2 separate regions of the Mus musculus genome follow, and region 1 is linked to region 2. The links are chromatin contacts, called in public Hi-C maps. All regions are on one chromosome and are shown on one strand. Each heading gives the region's core, a stretch centred on a gene start, on an enhancer-like site or on the middle of the called end of the contact. The rest is flanking DNA. Distances are from core to core; before and after follow the strand shown. Region 1 overlaps Ext1 (exostosin glycosyltransferase 1). Region 2 has its middle 8.7 kb from the start of Gm23267.

Region 1 (3,733 bases), core at 574-3,073, 600 kb after region 2:
CCTTTCTTGAAGAAACAAACAAACAAACAAACAAACAAACAAACAAAAAAGGCTGTAAAATCTCTTAAAGTCATCCCCATCACCAGAGAAAACTAGAATCATCACTCCAGTGTGACATAGCCAGACCCTGTGGAATTCTCTCCCCAAACCAACACTTTATTAATGAAAAAAAAAAAAAAACCCAACAGTTTGATTTAAACTTTCTTGAGTAGTGCCAAATGCATAAGACAGAGGGATGGTGTGTGTGTGTGTGTGTGTGTGTGTGTGTGTGTGCGCGCGTACAAGGTCTGAGAAAATCTCCCCAGCCTTCGGTGACTGGCATCTATGTCATGGCTTGTCTCATTATACAGGTTTCTATCTCTGCCTATGAGAACTCAACTCTAGAAGCTCCTTCCTGGAAGGGAAAAAGACAATCTCCTGAAGCAGAAATACTTTCAAATCATCCATCTCCTAAGAAACTTTGTCTAAAACCATGGCCCTCTACTTTCCGAAGTCTGTGACCCTTTAATATAGTTCCTTATGTTGTGGTGACCCTAAACATAAAGTTATTTCATTGCTACTTCATAACTGTAATTTTGCTACTGTTGTAAATTATAATGCAAGTATATTATATGTGACCTCCGAAGGGTTTGAGGCCCACAGGTTGAGAAACACTGGTCTAGACTATGGAAAAAACACTTCTGATACAACAATAAGAGAATCCAATGTAAACATGGGCTAACAATTTGAACTGATATTTTTCCCAAAGAAAATGAATAAAGCACCAAGAAGAACACAGGAAGATACTGAGTATCGTTAGTCATTGAAGGAACGGAAATCAACCCAAAACACAAGGAGGTGCCACTTGCTCCCTGCAGGACAGTGTATGATCTAAGAGGACACATGAGAACAAGCACAGATAGAAACATGGAAAACAAGAAAAACAAGAGCTCTTCCTTGGGGGCTACAATGAGAGGAAAATGGTAAGGCTGTTTTGGGGACAATCTGGCAGTTCCTTCTCAAACTAAAAATGGACTTTTCATATGACCCAGCACTGTACTTAGGCATTTATCCCAGAGAAATGAAGGCATTTTTACATAGGAGAACTGTCCACAAATGTATACACTGGATACCCTTCCAAGTATGAATGAGGCAAGATTGTGGTATACACATAGCCTAGATCACTTCTCAGATGAATAAAACATAATGAAGTAAAAGAACACGGATCAAACTACTTAAGTACACAAGGACCTCGAGGATGCTAATGCCGAGTCCAAAGCCACCCTCTAAAGGGTACACACTACATTGCTCCATTTTCATAACACTTGTGACAGCATATAACGACGGGGCCGGAGAACGGAGTAGTCGCTACCATTGGTTAGAGGTGGGGGAGACAGACTTTATAGGTCAAGTGGGGAGACAATCTTCTAAAGTAGACCAGTTCATCTTATTAAGTCAGGAGATGTAAGACATGCTATAATCACATACAACTTAAAACACACACACACACACACACACACACACACACACAGTGAGACAGGAGAGGTATCAACTGCTTTCAGAGAATTTGCAGCTTCAGCTGGTAAACCAGTTGTCTCCCCTTTGTGGCATTACAGTCCACACTCCAGAGGTAATGATGCAGGAGATAGAAGAGCCTTTCTAAGTGGCTCCACAGAAAATGTGCAATAAAAACGACATGACCCTGACTTTAACCTGGAAGCCAGTACCATGCAATAGGTATAATAGTTTTCTTCCTAGAGTTGTACTGAATAAGGTACAGAATATAACCCCATTTCAGATATGCTATGGAATGTTATTTGAAGTCTTCCCTCACCACATAAGATGACTCACTAATAGTGAGTCAGTGTGACTAGGCAAGGGAGACAGAGTGGTTCATACCATTCCACCAAGTGTTGTCCCTGCCACTTGTATCACCTGTGGTACCAGGGAACTGCACAGATCTCAGGATCACCCAGGCCTGCTGAATCCAGAACTCTTGGGAAAGAGCCTTGGATTCTATGTGAGTCCATTGTAATGCCCAGTACATTTTGTGCAGCAGGGAACTGGTAGCTAAAAACTTAGTAAACAAGAGCTCAGTGGTCAAGCAGCCAAACCTGGGTTCACAGTCTATGCTTACCATCCACAAACTGGGCAATCTTGGGAAATACTAATTTGTCTGGGCTTAGTTTCCTGGTTCATCCAAAGGGGTTGATCCTTCTACTGACCTGACCAAATGATACATTCTTTTCTTTTTCTTTTTAATTTCTTTTCTCCCTAGACAGGGTTTCTCTGTGTAGCCCTGGCTGTCCTGGAACTCACTTTGTAGACCAGGCTGGCCTTGAACTCAGAAATCCGCCTGCCTCTGTCTCCCGAGTACTGGGATTAAAGGTGTGCACCACCACGCCCGGCTTCCAAACGATACATTTTAATTAAAGTACAGCACCTTATGAGCATTTCTGCAAAAGATAGCTGTAATCACTTCAGCTGAAGGGAGCCAGCAGATTATCAGAAACACAGGCAGCTGTCAATGAGGAGACCTGGGCTGAAGAATCTGGAGTGTGGCTCTCCTGCGAGACCCCCATGCACATCTCTTAGCTTCTGTCAGTCTCAAAGCTGTGAAGCTCAAATGAAATTATGTACATGCAGTATAATCAGGAAAGTAGTATGCAATTGCAGGTTATTATGGCAAATTATATCAGAAGGAATGGAATAAACATTTTTTAAAAACTACCAACAATGAAAAAAACAAAAAAACAGTTTTGCAAAGACAGCCAAGAGACAAACGAGGAGCAGACCCGTTAAAAGAAAATGAAAGCAGAAGCCGCAGCTCCCCACACAGCAGCAGTGTGTAGTTTAAAAGCTTTCTCCTCATCAGAAGCTGTACAAGGAAGGAAGCCGCTGCTGTGGCTTGCTGTCTTCCCAGGGTTCCCACAGATCCTCTCTCACAAGCACGTTGGCCAAATGATCCTGCTTTTTCGCTAGCCACAGTGGACAGGCAAGAAGCCAGCAATGAGCCTCTAATCTTCAGACTCACACAATTCCAGGCTGCCTGAGGTGATAGTTTGTCTCGAGTATTTACTTATGAACTGGGTGAACATCACAGCTGCTCTTTTTCTGCCAGCCCCGTCCCTTCTAAGTAATGATTCTTCTCTGTTTATACCCAGATTTGAGTCACATCTCTTATGAAAAAAAATCAGAAAGCTAATACTTGGGGTGGCTGAAGTTCCAGAGTGCCCTGTGATGAGGAAAAGGAAATACAGACTAGTGCATCTCTGTTCTTGGATGAGTGTGTGAGTGCGTGTGTGCCATCCACATGTTAGGTCCGTCTTAAGAAGATCGTGGTCCAGTGAAAACACTGTGAAGTTGTCAGATGTTCATATGGAAGCGGGGGGGGGGGGGCAGGGAAGATAAGGCATGGGTGGCTACAGAAGGCATTGGTGAGGAAGATGAGAACAGGGATGTGTATCTCGAAGATTTCCAGGACTCTTTGCTAAGCACTGATGACGGAGCAAGAGCTACAAACACTGGAAGATGGGCATTTCTAGGCTAATGGTAGTCCATCAGGATCAAAGGGTCCATGGGGAGGGAAAACACCCAATTTGGAGTGGGTCAGGAATGGTTAAAGAGCTCAGGGCAGGGGGAGGGGGTTAAGGAGATGATAAGCTTGCTACCTCCTGGAGCTCAGACATTATTCCATGAGAGTGAATCTGAGTCACTGAAGAACTCAAGCGAAAGAATGACAGGATCCCAGAAG
Region 2 (3,533 bases), core at 999-3,498:
TGAGTCCACACACTTCCAACAATCTAGCGCATTGCACCGTGCTTCCCTTCCCACAGCCAAACCCGAGAGAAAGGTCTCTTGCCTTCCCTCCATCTCCTCTTCAGCAGCAAAACTTCCACAGCCAGCTCTGCTGTGTCTCCCGGTCACGTAACTTCTCTCTACAGACACATTTGATTAAAGGTATCAGATCAGCATCGACACCTTCGCTGGGTAAGGTCAGAGAAGCCAGCTTCTCCCACACAAGAGAAAATCTATACCTTCGTTACAAACCATGCTACCCTAGGCGACAAAGAAAAAGTATTCTGAGGGTGGGGCAGGCCGGCAAGTTTGATAGTTTGTTCTAGACAGCACACATTTCCCATTTTTCAAAGCTTGATGAACCATAGTGATAATACTAGATAAAAAAATATAAGTTCAGGATTTTTTTCTTTCCTTTCTTTTTTCTTCTCCTTCCTTTTATTCTCTCACACCCCAAACTTCTCTTCCTCACTTGAAAGCTATCTGCATTTGCTGGGAGCCTGGCTTCAGGTTCCATGACGAAGCACGAGCTCCCCCTACCGACGTTCTTGAAGAAAGACAGGATCTGTCACTCTCCACCACAGATTTTTTTTTTTTTTTTTTCTTCTCTCCTAAATTTGGTCCAACTAGTAGAAAATTATTTAAATACGTGCACACTTGAAAATTCTTGTGTTTTGAGGGAGGATTCGATTTTCACTTCTGGAGAAATATTTTAGCCAGCGTATTAATGCAAATGCTTTCATTCCCATGAAAGCTATAACAGCACTCCATTCAGAGACAGTACGGTTTAGAAGTCTTTTACCAGGCTGTGTGTTCCAGCATGAAATTGATGTAAAACTCAGTAGTTTAAAAGAAAGTGCTCTGCCATTTCAGAAAAACAAACAAACAAACAAACCCCCAAGAATTCAGAATCCTGCTGGCAGTGGAGAATTGCCAGCAGGAACAGCAAAGAACAGGCCAGGAACCAAAATATAACACAGGAGTGATGTGTGTCACGGAAAGAGGTTGAGACTAGTCAAGCAATTATAGGTAAGGTGTCAAGTATGCATGGTTTCACTTTTATTTTCTGGACACCTTTGGCATTGGTGTTTAAATTCTGGGATGCAGTTAACATGGATTTCCAAGCTGCTTGTCATGTATTCCATGTTCTTAAATTTGGGGTTAATAAAACCCATCCAGAATAACTTTACAATCCAGATGGTGCCATACTGATGTGATACAGAAGGGCAGTGGTTTAGAGAAAGCCCAAGGATGCCTCACAGACTGTGGCTCATGAAAGATGAGTGAGAGATGTCTGGAAAGAGCTGGTGAACAAGACAGTGAGAAATGAGGGTGTGGAAGGTCAGGCCCTTAAAGTCTAAGATGTGGACAAGATGCCCAGTTGTCTGTAATGGAAACCAGTTTATTATTAAACAGATACTTCATCTGCTGGCATTTTGAGGACACTGATATAGAATCAGGCAGCACTGATAAAGGACTGGGGACCACTTAGAGGAGTCTACAGATGAGCATAAGGAACCACTGCCCTTAGCAATGAGATTCCTCTGCAGATCGATCTGAAGTTTCTTGGGCCATACCTGCACAGAGGTGTATCTTCAGAAGGATCAAGTACAAGTCCCTGGGTGAACAACACTATCCTGCCAAGGAACTCCATTTTATACCTGTGTCCAGAATGCTGATGGGGCTGCTGTATCGTGTCAGGAAACGATTATTTTGTGCATCTCATCTTGACCCCACATTTATTATTATGTTGGTGAGTAATTAAGTCACAAGAAGTGAGTTTGCACCATGGAAATTGGAAGAAGCTACAAGTAGAAGATCTTACATCACCCAGAAAGCTGATTGCTCAACACAGATCATCAGCATATTCTCATACATACCACATGCATGTACATATGTGCGCATGCATGTGTATATAGTCACCAGAGAATCTTAAGCAAAAAGAGGTGAAGTTATTTTTGTCAACTATCCTCTCCCGTATTACACTCCACAGAACCCCTTGAGCATATCCCATTATCATAGTCAGAAAGGAGATTTTCAGAGCAGGGTGAAACCTGTTATTTAAAAAAAAAAAAATAACCATTCATCTGGCACATCAGAGTCAAGAAGAGTACGTTTCAACCCTGCTATGCTTAATAAGGAGAAAAAAAAATCCCTTCTGGGTCATTACTGGAAATGTCAGCTGCTGCAGTCTGTCATCTTTCGGTTGATGGAGCATACACATTCCATTCAAGTCACTGGGCTTGACTCTCAGCTCACATCCCTTACTGTGTGGTCCATTCAGCCTGAGTGTCCTTTGCCTTATCTGTGAAAGAGAGACAACATATCCCATCCCACCAGGGCAACAATAGAATGACAGAAAGGTCATGGGTTATTAAGCCATCATCAGCTTAATAATAATAAAAAAGAAAAAAAAAGGACTACAAATAGATATTGGTCCAGTTGTCCATGTCAGTCGCTCTCTGTCTTTCACCTTTGATGAGTTAGAGAAACCCCGCTGGGACCAGGTGATGAAAGGATCAGAATCGTCCTCCTGTGGTTTAGAAGCTTACAAGCTTGTCCGTGCTATAGGTTGGTACTTGAGGAGGGTGGGGGCCGAGCCTCGCTGCAGAATCAAGTAAGATCTACAAGGCACGATGAAGTCTGGGTCTCACCGCCTCTAAAAATAAACCCCCAAAGCCAGACTTTCCAAAGGATCTCTCTAAAAGCAAATCAAAAGGACCTAGAACAGGCTTGCTCATCCCCACATGCCCTTGAATGGAAAACCTCGGTGTGCTAAGTGATAGGAAAGCGGTAGCCAGCACCGAACCAATGGCGGACACAGAATAAGATTGTACGCCTCACAGGCCTCCCTCAAGAAATAGAGAGGGAGGTGGAAAAAAAAAAGGCAGAGAGGTGAACAGGAGCATGAAAGACCTTTTTCATTCCCAATTAAGTGTGGAATGAAAGAATGTGATCCGTGCGAAAAAGAACACGGCTGCTGCTGGCAGCGGTGAATGCCGAGCACCGTTTTAATATTTGCTGTCTGCCATTAGGAAGAAAGAGCCTGGATAATTGCCCAAATTTCATAACCTTTAATTATATACATCCCCGAGGACAAATTAAAGAATGTGCCAATAATACCTGAGATTCAGGTTAGCGTTCTGGAAGCTGTCAGATGCCTGCCTTGTAGGGTAGGGGAATTTTCTTAGATATTTTTCACACCTTGTCCGGGAGGGAGAAAGCAAGAAGGTTGGGGAAGGATTTAAGAGTTCTGATGTGGCTCTTGTTTCACTTGTGTCCACGGCCCCTTTTCTTCACTGTCCCATAGGCACCCGGCTGTGAGGGACCTCCAGGGAAAGATTCCAAGCAGTCACACTTAAGATCTATTTTACAGGATCAAAGTAGTTACAGTGGCCCAGTCTTCACATTCTTCCTTTGTCAGGAGGCTTTGAAGATGTGATGTAGTACTCCTGGGGCTGGCCTCCTTTAGCAGAGCTTTCTAGAGGAGTCTGATAAGGCATCGGTGCTTGGAA

The links. A called contact is a pair of places that touch in the nucleus more often than the background predicts.
Region 1: a Hi-C map of the C2C12 cell line shows a contact between it and region 2, with 4 times the contacts expected there. The contact joins two enhancer-like sites. A contact is called at or near these places in 2 of 15 datasets of contacts at CTCF or cohesin (large pre-B cells and pro-B cells), 18 of 484 Hi-C or Micro-C datasets (the C2C12 cell line, CD8 T cells, the G1E-ER4 cell line and 13 more), 4 of 115 datasets of contacts at active chromatin or transcription factors (the NIH/3T3 cell line, astrocytes, bone marrow-derived macrophages and 1 more) and 1 of 9 other capture datasets (embryonic stem cells).

The regions. Positions count from the first base shown.
Region 1 is chr15:53,111,083-53,114,815 of GRCm38.p6, forward strand. All of the region lies in intron 1 of Ext1 (exostosin glycosyltransferase 1), which reads right to left. Among named protein-coding and RNA genes, the nearest start is that of Gm41323, 180 kb to the left of the region's middle. Within about 2 kb of position 1,824, at least 114 of the 459 cell types and tissues checked have an H3K27ac peak or open chromatin away from gene starts, as enhancers often do. A contact at or near this core is called in the C2C12 cell line, where this site is marked.
Region 2 is chr15:52,506,568-52,510,100 of GRCm38.p6, forward strand. No RefSeq gene overlaps it. Among named protein-coding and RNA genes, the nearest start is that of Gm23267, 8.7 kb to the left of the region's middle. Within about 2 kb of position 2,249, at least 2 of the 459 cell types and tissues checked have an H3K27ac peak or open chromatin away from gene starts, as enhancers often do. A contact at or near this core is called in the C2C12 cell line, where this site is marked.